Regions from separate parts of the Mus musculus genome. Here region 1 is linked to region 2. Evidence: chromatin contacts called from public Hi-C data. All regions are on one chromosome and are shown on one strand. Each heading gives the region's core, a stretch centred on a gene start, on an enhancer-like site or on the middle of the called end of the contact. The rest is flanking DNA. Distances are from core to core; before and after follow the strand shown. Region 1 has its middle 61 kb from the start of Gm40677. Region 2 overlaps Ctnna3 (catenin (cadherin associated protein), alpha 3).

Region 1 (5,310 bases), core at 2,790-5,289, 2.5 Mb after region 2:
GATGGCCTAGTCGGCCATCACTGGAAAGAGAGGCCCATTGGACACGCAAACTTTATATGCCCCAGTACAGGGGAACGCCAGGGCCAAAAAGGGGGAGTGGGTGGGTAGGGGAGTGGGGATGGGTGGGTATGGGGGACTTTTGGTATAGCATTGGAAATGTAAATGAGCTAAATACCTAATAAAAAATGGAAAAAAAAAAAGATGGGGCCAAGAAGGGGTGGGCAGCAGTATCCTGCTACTGACATGGTAATGGGACCACAAAGGAGAGCAGCAAATGTCCTGTCCCCTCCTCTAGATACACAAGGGGTTCTCCATGTTGAGTCTTCTATCCACAGGATGTAGCATGCAATCTGGTTCTTGTCACCTAATATATATCTGAGGAGAAAAGGGGTGGAAGTTAGAAGAAGAAAGGGGGGAAAGAGTAAAGGAAGGACAAATGGAAAGGGAGAAAGGAAGGATGGAGGGAGGGAAACAAGAAAAGGGAGGAGGAGAAGAATAAGATAAAAGGTAGGGGAAATGCTGAGGACTGGACTCAGTTGGCCCCTCAACCTGCAGGAGAATCAGAGTCCTGGTACCCAGGTGGGCAAGGAGTCGGTGGGATGACAAACAGACACTGACACAGAGAGAGTGCTGTACCTGAATGCAATTTCTCAAAGCAAGCATCAGACTTATATTACAGAAGAAAACAAGGACGTTAGGTGATACACTAAGGTCATCCAAGGTACACTGAAGTTACCCAATGCAAAATGACTCTTTACACAAAACAGATAAATGCATACACAAAAGCTGAGAAACCAGGCAGTGTTTACAACTGGGATAAAAATTAGTGTTTACAACTGGGTTCAAAAGCAGCCCCACCTAAGGTCAGTTTATTCTTAGAAGCCAGGGCCCTTGCCATAGTTCCAATTCTACTCTAATGTATAATCCACCTTCCTCCTAAGCCATTGTAAATTCCTGTGTATGGGAGTGAATCAGCTGTTATTCTAAGTATTTATTCTAGTTCCTTCTTAAACCACAACCTTCCTTCTTCCTAGGCCATTGTAAATTCCTGCACATGGGAGTGACTCAGCTGTTATTCTAAGTGAATTTGTGGGGGACTTTCTTCTATTAAGTAATGCAGTCTGCCATACATAACTATAATAAGAATTCTAAACTTACTTTGCTAAGCTTGCCCTGAAATTTCTAATTCTATGTAGTAGATAGTAATGCCTGATTTCTTTTACTATCTCTCTGTCAACACTGGAGGCTTTTCGTCTGAATGAGTAGCATTCTTACAAAATTCAAAGCCCAAGGTTGGTTCAACGATTTCCTAGGATATTGGAACGTTGGTGAAGGCTAATCTAACTTAGCTATATGTTCCTTGGAGGCACTTATAATAAAACAATATTGAAGGAAAGCACACAGATCCATTCACCAACTGATGTAGGGACAAGTTTGGAGCATTCGTGCTACAGGATGCCGAGACTCCAGGAGACTCCATGAAACTTTTTGCCTCAGAACTTGGTCCAAGATTTTGGGCCTGTCACTCAGTTTTCACTGGAGTGGGTGTGGCAGGGAAAGAGAGAAATTGAGACTGGAAGTTCACCTAGTAACATCTTAAACATCAAATGGAAGCCACCATTAACCATAAGCCTTAATTAGTTTTCCATGCCTCTGGCCTAGAGATAACAATTACACTTCCACTGATATACACTGGTAATCATTATTATGAGCTGTAAAATGACCAATAACTCCATGTCCCATGTGCCATTGTTAAAGGGGAATGACAATAAAACTCATACCATACCAAACCCTAGAAAGTCAGGGACTGTCACATCAACCAGTGAAGAGTCATCTGGTTTTTTAAAGGTGCTCTCTCTACGCTGGATATACCACCAGCCTGTGTTTGAACAGCCATTTCAGATCTCTTGGGCCAGAAAACGAACATCAAGCATTTAATGGGTCTCTTGGATTCATTTTTTGTTGTTGTTTTCATTGTAAGTGCTTCAAATTACAAGAGCAAATTGGGTGTTTGCAAGGTGGGAGCTAAGAATGGGTCATCTCTGAAGCATGCAAGACCACAATCACCCCAGTCTCCTCTGCCACTCAGCCCTTGTTCCTCACAGCAAGGCTGTCAGGCCACTCCCTCACATTCATCCATCCAAGCACACCCCAGCATCTACACCTCCAGAGAGAGCTTGATGTTCCCTGAAGAGACTCTCACACAACTGGCAGCTTGCTTTTCTCACCAAACAGATGATAAGCAAGTTTGCAGCACTTTCTTCAAGATGGGGGGATTGGGGGGAAGGTAGGGGGTTGTTGGAGTGGAGGTGGGAGATGGGGGATGGACTCATGTCCATCCCCCATCTTGAAGAAAGTGCTATCTCTCTGTGTGTGAACACACAGCAGAATACCACCTTCCACTCTTTTTTTCTCTTCTTTTCTTGCCCCTCCTCTCGCCTTCCCTTTTGTCTCACTGTTCAGGGACCTCACATTGACAGTCAGATATGCACTCTTCTGCCTTTTTCCTTGTGTCCCGAAATAGAATTAAGTACTTGTTGCACCCATGCTATCAGATAAGATTCACCATTCATGGTGCCCCTGAGAAAGGAAACCTACCCTAGTAAAAGAATCTACCCGGATTCCTCAACTGAGAAATGGAGATCCAAAAATCTACATTCCAGTCTAAAGCTCATCAAGAAGTAAATTTCCCACAGAGGAAACATTCGCCTCCACTTTGGTGGCGATGGAACAGCGGTTTAGGTAATAGTTTTAGGTTAGACAAAATACGAACGGAAACTAATCACCACATCAACTTGTGAACTGAATTCACTCACCAATAAAATTTAAAGTAGTTTAAATTCAGCAATTTTCCCTGCAGGTTCCCAACAGAAGCAAATACAACGTGATGGTTTATGTTCACTGTCAACTTTACTAGTTTAGAATCACCATGGAAACATGCCTCTGGGCATAGCTATTGGGTGTTTCTAGAAATATTGAAATGAGCAAGGAATATTCACCCTGAATGAAGATGACGGATGACATCCTATGGGTGGAGTCCCAGGCTGAAAAGGAGGAAGTGAGCTGAGCCCCAGCATGCATCTCTCTCTGCTTCCTGGCTGTAGGTTCCTTGTGACCAGCTGCATTGGGCTGCTGTCTGCGGCTCCTACCGCCATGAGTCCATACTATGACCTGGACTCTGGAACTGTGAACCAAGACAAACCTTTCCTCTTACATCACTTTCTGTCAGGTATTTAGTTATAACAATGAAGAGAATAACTAATACAGGTGGTCTAGAGAAATCTACGGCTATAGTGCTGACCAGGATTATGAGACTATTATAGATCCAAATTAGGAAGAGTTGGAACATAGAGGTAAAATATTAAGCAGGCAAATTATGTGGATTGTGTAGCTGGCTATTTGTAGCAATGACTATCACGCATATTTTGTCAATGGCCTAACTAATACCTTCCCAAATGTCTTCAAGGACATAGCCTGTTCCCTTTTACCCTCTTTTGTGGTTTCATGGCACTCCATGAGGAAGAACAGTGAAAGTCTATGCACCATTAACTTACAGATTGGGATATTTAGTGGATAGAAAGGTGGTGTGTCATCCATTATAGAACTTAAAGACAAATCAGAAGCCCAGCAGGATTGTCTGTATCAGGTATACAAGTATACTGTGCCCTGGGGCTGGGGGAACGGGTCTGGGTGCAAAGGACTCAAGAGTTAGGCCAAGTTTGATACATTCATCTTGGAGAAACCTCTGGGATCCAAAAGAAGCTTAAATGTATGACAAATAGATGTGGTGGGGCAGGGCACTGGCAACAAAAGCAGAAGTCTATATGGGGTACCTGTGGGTCCCCAGTAAAGAGCAGAGACAGTCACCCAATAAGGAAAATCCTATTTAAAAGACACTGTAAGGTTCCCAGACCACAGATGTGTGCTCACTTCTGACCACAAGAGTACAATGCAAAACTGTGAAGGGATGCCAACTGTGGCTTGGGAATGTAAAGTCAGTTCAAGATTGCCTGGGCTCAAGGCCATTCCTAGTCATTAACACATCTTGAAAGGGGTTTGAGACATGCAGAAGCAATTCCTCAAGTCTCTGCTGGCACCTACAGTTCGAGATAGGAATAGCAAAATAAAATCAGCAGGCATGAAAAGCCTACTCCAAACTGACCTACATTCGTGCTATTATATTTGCATAATTTTCATGTATGCATTCACACACACACACAAACACACACACACACACACATGGGGCCATTTGATATGTAGAGTTTACACAAGGCATCGCTTTCATTGAATTAAACTGATTCTAGGTTTGGCACTTTTCCCACGGTAAGCCAGTGTTGTCGAAATCAGATTTGTCACTTCATTAAACCTGAGCATTAATAGTCCCACCGCCTTCGGAGACATCTTTGTGTCTCGCTGAACCAGTTTGGAATGTCAGGGTGAAGAGACAAGTACTTTAAAGGATGGAGATGTTACAAATGAGACGAATTGCAAAGGCTTCTGTCTATAGAGTGGAAAACGTGACAACAATCTCATAGTGGATGAAGGGTAATTTAGTTAAGTGCAGTCTGAGCTTGAACGTTCTTAATAATTCCTGGGCTGGACATTATACCCACAACTTTAAAGGTGGTGGGAAAGTAAAGATTATCAACTAAAAGCATCATGGACACAAGCTTCTGGAAATGTCTAAATGAGGGAGTCTCTGCATTGAGTTGAGGTAGGAAGACCTAACCTAACTGTGAGCTCTTCCATGGGCTGGAATCCTGACCTGAATAAAAAAGAAAAGTGAGCATATATTCTCTCTCTCTCTCTCTCTCTCTCTCTCTCTCTCTCTCTCTCTCTCTCTCTCTCTCTCTCTCTCTCTCTCTCTCTCTCTCTCTCTCTCTCTCTCTCTCTCTCTCTCTCTCTCTCTCTCTCCCTCCCTCCCTCCCTCCCTCCCTCCCTCCCCGCCTCTTGCTTTTTCTCCCTCTCTCCCTTCCTCCTCACTCTCTCCCTTCCCCTTCCCCCCCTTTCTCCCTCCATCTCTCTCTTCTCTAGCTTTTCTGCTCTCTTGCCCTCTTACTCTCACTCTGTCCTCTCTCCTGATTGCAGATAACAAGCTGTCTGTTGGCCAGCTTCCATCCCTTCCTCACCAGGGTGGATCTTCTTCCCCCAAGAAATGATTAGCCAAAAAGAACCTTTCCTTCTTTGAGTTTGCTTTGCTTCTGGTGATTTCTCATAGCAACAGGAAAAACATGAAACAGAAGACCCAAGGCTCCCTTCCTGCAATAACAAGCATTATGTAGAACTTCCTGACCAATGTTCATTTTTTAA
Region 2 (5,733 bases), core at 2,447-4,946:
GAAAGAGGGATGGGGTCATATGAAGGTGCCATTTTATAATTTTGCTTCTATAAAATCCTGAATAGCATCTACCCCTGGCGATGAGGGAATGGCTGGAGGAATGAGGGGCTGAAGATAAGGGGAAGGTCGTTTCTTGATGGGGGACAGAAAATACCAGTGTGCTCAGTCATCCATTAAAGGGCATGAAAAGTAGGTATGCCTGTCTCTTTTTCAAAATAATAAACATGTCTGCCACAAATTGAAACACAAAGAACACTGTTACCATTTTTTATCTTCCCAGCTAGAGGAGACAAGCTCATTGCTATTGCTGAAAGAGCAACATAGTTACCATTGGGTTTCAAGTGTTTCCTGTGATGGTTCGTTTTGATTGTTGGTTTCACTAAATCTAGAATCAGCTTGGGAAAGCAGGCTCGTATAGCATTGGAAATGTAAATGAGCTAAATACCTAATAAAAAATGGAAAAGGAAAAAAAAAAAAAGAAGGAACTGAGTAGATTAGGATGACCTGTAGACAGGTCAGTGAGGATTTTCTTAGTTGGATTAATTGAGAAGAGAGGACCCACTTTAAGTACAGATCGTAGCAGTTCACCTTGTAAGCCCTGGATTGACTGAAGAGAGTGAGCCCGTTAGTGAGCATACATTAATTCACTCCTCTGTGCTCTCCACTGTGGATGCAATGTTACTAATTCAAGTGCCCACTACCTTGACTTCCCTGTAACAATAGACTTGAACCTGGAACTGAGAGCCAAATAAACCCCTTCTCTCTTAAGTTGCTTTTGCCTGGGTATTTTATCACAGTGACGGGAAGGAAACTTCTCATTATCTAATTCTTCTCAGATTTACCCAACGGAGTATTTACCTTCCTGAGATGTACAAAGCTGCACTCACCACTCTGTTTTATGTGAAAGTAACATGTTGCTGTATTATTACAAAATAGCATCTTTGTCTGAGGGTTGGTCAAGGCTATGCTGAGTGTTCACTGCTAATGCCAGTGCTGAAAACTATAGAGCTAGGGTCTAATAGGCTTATAATGAGTTGTCTGGGAAAAAAATAATCAGAACAAGAAAGACCATTGAAGTATACCATGGGAAGACCCAACGTGTTTGAATCGTATAGTCAGTTTCTAATTTCAGAGTAATTTCTCTCACACATGTGTTAAAGTGTAAAGAAACATCTAATGAGACTTAACACTTCAAAGTCATTAAGTAACTAATTAACTAATGAATCCGCATAGCAGCTCAATGAGATCCGCATTAAGCATATACCAACTCACAGATTCTGCGTTGTTTAGAAACCTTTATAGCGCTTTGCATCTCTGTTCTTTTCTGAGTCTTTGAAATGGATTATTACCAGGTCTCCACTGAAGGGTCCACACCAGATTTCTCTCTGGAGAAAAGGGAGCTTGCTACTCGATCATATAAATTTTCAAATAGCTGCATAACACAGGGACTTTGCTAGTGGTCTGGGCTCTGAGTTCCAAATATTCTTTGACCTCTTACATTACATTTGTCTTCTGGGAAAAAGATCCATACCTTTTCTGAAATGTAGAAGCGTGGTAAGCAAATGTCTAGTGGAATTCTTTTACACTGTGTCTTAGTTTCTGTTGCTGTTTCTGTGACAGATATTCTAACCAAAGCCACTCAAGGGAGAAAGGGTTTATTTTAGCTTAGCATTTAAGGCACAGCCTGTTGTGGTATGGAAGTCAAGGCAGTAGGAGCCTGAAGGAACTGGTTCCAGGATGTCCCTAATGAAGACATAGAGAGGAATGTATGCATGCTATGGCTTACTTCTTCATTTACACAGTCCAGGATCCCAGACAGGGAATGGTGCTACCCACAGGGGTTGGGTTTTCCCTGCCAATTAAGACAATAAATGTAGCTTCCCCACAGGTGTGTTTCAGAGAATCCCAGATCATGGAGAAAACAATCACAGATCTCTTGGGAGAGTTTTCTCTTATGCAATTTAGCTATCATATCACACTGAGTTTAAAATTTTAAAATATAAATATTAATATTGTGATATATTTCTCCAACTGTCTACATTGGCTTCACACCAGAAACCAACTATGTTTTAAAAAAAAATTAGTTTTATAGGTCTGGGGACATGATTCAATAGTGGGCAAAGATGCTTGTAGACAAACACAGAAACCTGAGTTTGATTGTGGGAACTGACATGACAGGAGAAAACAAGTTATACTGCCACAGGAATATACTGATTTCTGCAAGTTGTCCTCTGACCTCCACATATACACAAATGCATTGGGACACACACACACACACAAACATACATACATACATACTCACTCACAAATAAAGTAACTTAAAAATAGTCAACTAGATGGCAACTTCTTCCGGCCATGTGACTTAGCATTAGTAGAAAGAACAGTGACTTTGGAGATATATTGATGGTTTGAGGACAAAATTAACAGTGGAGGGGACTTGAGTTACAGGAAAAGCATCCCAACCAAGCTTTATAGGGGATTATTAGAAAGATGACAGATGCAGTTTCTCAGGTGATGCTGATTAAATAGAGATGCTATATTGTTAGTAGAACTAACACCAGCATTAGATTGCTTCTTCAGTGCTATGCAAAACCACCATAGCGTAAGAAAGCTATTAAAGTTTGTTCGCAGGGGGCTCTCGAGTTGCTGGAAGATGCCTCTCCTTTCTGCTGTCTGACGTGATGGCTGATCAAGGAACATTTAGCCATCGTGGCAAACTGCTGTATTGGCAACTTCAACATTTAATGTCGGGCTATCCACCTTGCCATAAAAGTCAGCTAGCTGCTCTGTGTGCAAACACTTGGTGAGAGTGGGCAGAGGTCTTTTCAGCTGACTTGGTACCTCTTTGTCTCTGCTTACTTTCAGAATCGTCTTGGGTCATAAAGTGGCCTTTTACAGATGGCAGAACTAGCAATACCTCAGGCTACTAGTCTAACAAAACCAAAAGCTGGACATAACTCAAGCTCTCTCTGACACCAGGGAATAAAAGCAAGTCTTCCATGCTGCGATTTGATTGGAATATCTTTAAAATTCTACAGGTCACGCCTATGTGAATGTGACTCTGCCAATACCTGTGGACTGATTTCAGGAGTACTTGCATCTTAAAACTACTTCTGTCTTTTTATTTTTTTCCCCTCTTTAATTTCACTTGCCAGCCCCCTCCCTGAGCCATGCTCTGACTCACTCAGCTTGAATTCTGGCTGGCACGCCAGTGCAGTGAAGGCTGCAGCTGTTAGCACCCCTCCTCCCAGGCTCATCCTGAGGACGTCTGCAGATGAGCCTTGCAGGCTGCCCTTGCGTTCTGCAGTTTACTTGACAAATAGATTTTGTGGCCTCTGAGTTTCCATATAACTCTTAAATCCCTGAAGCCAATGGAGGCTGTCTGTCATATGCAAATCCCATACGTTTGGAGATAAAGAAGTTCCTCAGATCTATCCGAGAATTATATTTAAAACTACTTTGAGAGCAAGCTAGGATAGTCTCCTGCTGCTGCTGCCTGCCTGCAAACATCTTCTCCCCTTCTGTGGTAAATTGTGCTGGCATCTTTTAAAATGTGCCCGAGGAATGTATGTGGTGTTCACAGGGCTGGGTTTTAGCAAGTTGAATTGCGTTTGGGCAGCATGTTTGACTCATCGCGTTCCGTGTGACATTGGAGCAAATGGAGACTTTGGTCATTCAGCTGCAGGCTCTAAGGAAGCCTGTTGTAACTGTGCATTTTAATGAACTGAATCAGCTGAGGAAATGCTGTCTCTACTGTGGTGTAGCTGTCTGCCTTGTGAAGCACCTTCCTGCATACACAGAGGACTTCTTTTTTTTTTCCTAAATGGCCTTTCCTCCGTGCTCTTGATGAGTGTTGGGCCACTTCTCTTTTTTTTCCCCCTTACGTTACAGGTGGAGAATGAACTCTGAAACCCAGGAGCAAGCTCGGCTGCATTCTTTACAACACTTGGCACTAAGACATACTTACAGCAGGAAGCATGTCTTTCCTGGCGTGCACAGGAACGCTTAGAAACCTAAGTTGCTTTGTCCCATCACCAGAGATGGTATCTGTACTTGGCAACAATTGAAATAGGAATAAAAGACCAGGCGGGGTTTCTTCCCGCATCTGTAGACTCACCAGTGGGCCACTGTGAGCTCAGACAACCAAATGAGAAGGAGCTAACCATTCAACATCTGCAAAATGTGTTGCTGGATCTTCAAGGAATGGAATGCCAAGAGATTGTTGTGGCTAACAGTGTTATATACAAATCATACCTCTGGGAAATGATTTGGGGCCCTCCCTGGAAGGCTGCTGGGTATTTCCAGAATGTTTCTTGCCTCTATGACTGGCTACAGGTTAGCTAATCACCTGGAGCCTTCATTTGATCACTTGATATTTCATGCAAATGTGTTCATTGGAAAGAGGTTAAAGCAGAATTTCAGAACATTTGCTGCATGAATTCAGGCCACGCAGAGGCACTCTACCTGAGTTAGTCGAAGTATGGTTCATTCCTGAGAATAAAAACGTTTTTAAAACCCAACCTTTCCTACGCTTTCTCCTCTTTAATACGGATGTTAAAGTTTGTAAGAACTGGAAAGAATGATGATGTAGCCATTAGACCTGTCTGAAGCAAGAGGGGCATGGATTAAAAAGGGAAGAACCGATTGTACCGGAACCTTTGGGCGGATGGAACAAGATGGACAAAGGGACAATGCTATTAGAAGATTTAAGATTAGGCTTCCTTAGAATTCCAGGCAGACAGCAGGAAAAACACACTGCGGGGCTCTTGGAGATCTTTGTGGTGTTCACAAAGAAAGGGAAGGCTCCATTGGTGCCCTCCCATTACAAATGTCTCCAAGGCCAGTCTGCTCTGCTGATGGCAACCTGGGCCACTGTCCCCAACCCGAGCATCACCTCACCTGGGAAACGATAGCCCAACTCTGCCCTCCCTTACAAACCAGAACTAAAACATGGCTTAAACAGAGACTAGAGAGCATGCGCTTTCTACTCTGAATCAAGCTGCAATTTACAAAATTATAGTTTTTCATGTAGAGCCTCAAAGATCTTAAGTACAACTAGAATATTTTACTCTCTATTTCATTAAATTATTAGACTGTATCATTTTAATTATTGGTTTTTCTAAGAGATTAAGCATCATTACTGTTTTCCTTTTATTATGATCTGAAGGTAGGTGTTCAAGTCGCGTAGATAAGCTTACAAATAAAAGTTGGATGGAGAGATGAAAAGGAAAACACTCACCGTGAAGATGAGAGAGAAGTCAGGGATGGAGGGATGAAGGGGGCGCAGCCATGGGTGGCTTTTGGTTTCATGTGATTCATATGCTTTCTGCATACTTGGATTTTTTTTTTCATGAGATGAAGAGAAAGATGAATATACTGCCACAAGTCTTTGAAATTTGGAGCCTCCAATTGTCGTTCTTTGGAGATGCATATGATCAGACAGTTGTGGACCTGCAGCCTAGCACCTAGGGAGATGGGAGGGTAACCTGCTCCAAGCAGGAAGAGAGCTGAGGCCTCAGAATGTGCCCAAAGCAGGAGCTACACAATGACTGAGATAAACAGCCATCTAAACTCATGATCAAAGGACCTTTTCCAGGAACAAGTGCTCCAAGAGAAGCCAGGTCTCCCAAGTTCATGAAAACAAAGTACAGTAATTTAAATAAAATGCTATTCCTTGCTTTTTTTAAAAGCTGTTTTTCACTTTCAAATGCCATGGAAAATATTGAAAACCCC

Evidence for each region. A called contact is a pair of places that touch in the nucleus more often than the background predicts.
Region 1: a contact with region 2 is called in a Hi-C map of cerebellar granule neurons, with 4 times the contacts expected there. The contact joins two enhancer-like sites. A contact is called at or near these places in 7 of 39 promoter capture datasets (the 3T3-L1 cell line, cranial neural crest, embryonic stem cells and 4 more), 1 of 15 datasets of contacts at CTCF or cohesin (hippocampal excitatory neurons), 29 of 484 Hi-C or Micro-C datasets (adipose-derived mesenchymal stem cells, brain, cerebellar granule neurons and 15 more) and 8 of 115 datasets of contacts at active chromatin or transcription factors (SST interneurons, astrocytes, embryonic forebrain and 5 more).

Annotation. Positions count from the first base shown.
Region 1 is chr10:66,570,967-66,576,276 of GRCm38.p6, forward strand. No RefSeq gene overlaps it. Among named protein-coding and RNA genes, the nearest start is that of Gm40677, 61 kb to the left of the region's middle. Within about 2 kb of position 4,040, at least 7 of the 459 cell types and tissues checked have an H3K27ac peak or open chromatin away from gene starts, as enhancers often do. A contact at or near this core is called in cerebellar granule neurons, where this site is marked.
Region 2 is chr10:64,072,970-64,078,702 of GRCm38.p6, forward strand. All of the region lies in intron 7 of Ctnna3 (catenin (cadherin associated protein), alpha 3), which reads left to right. All of the region lies in intron 2 of Lrrtm3 (leucine rich repeat transmembrane neuronal 3), which reads right to left. Among named protein-coding and RNA genes, the nearest start is that of Lrrtm3, 14 kb to the right of the region's middle. Within about 2 kb of position 3,697, at least 80 of the 459 cell types and tissues checked have an H3K27ac peak or open chromatin away from gene starts, as enhancers often do. A contact at or near this core is called in cerebellar granule neurons, where this site is marked.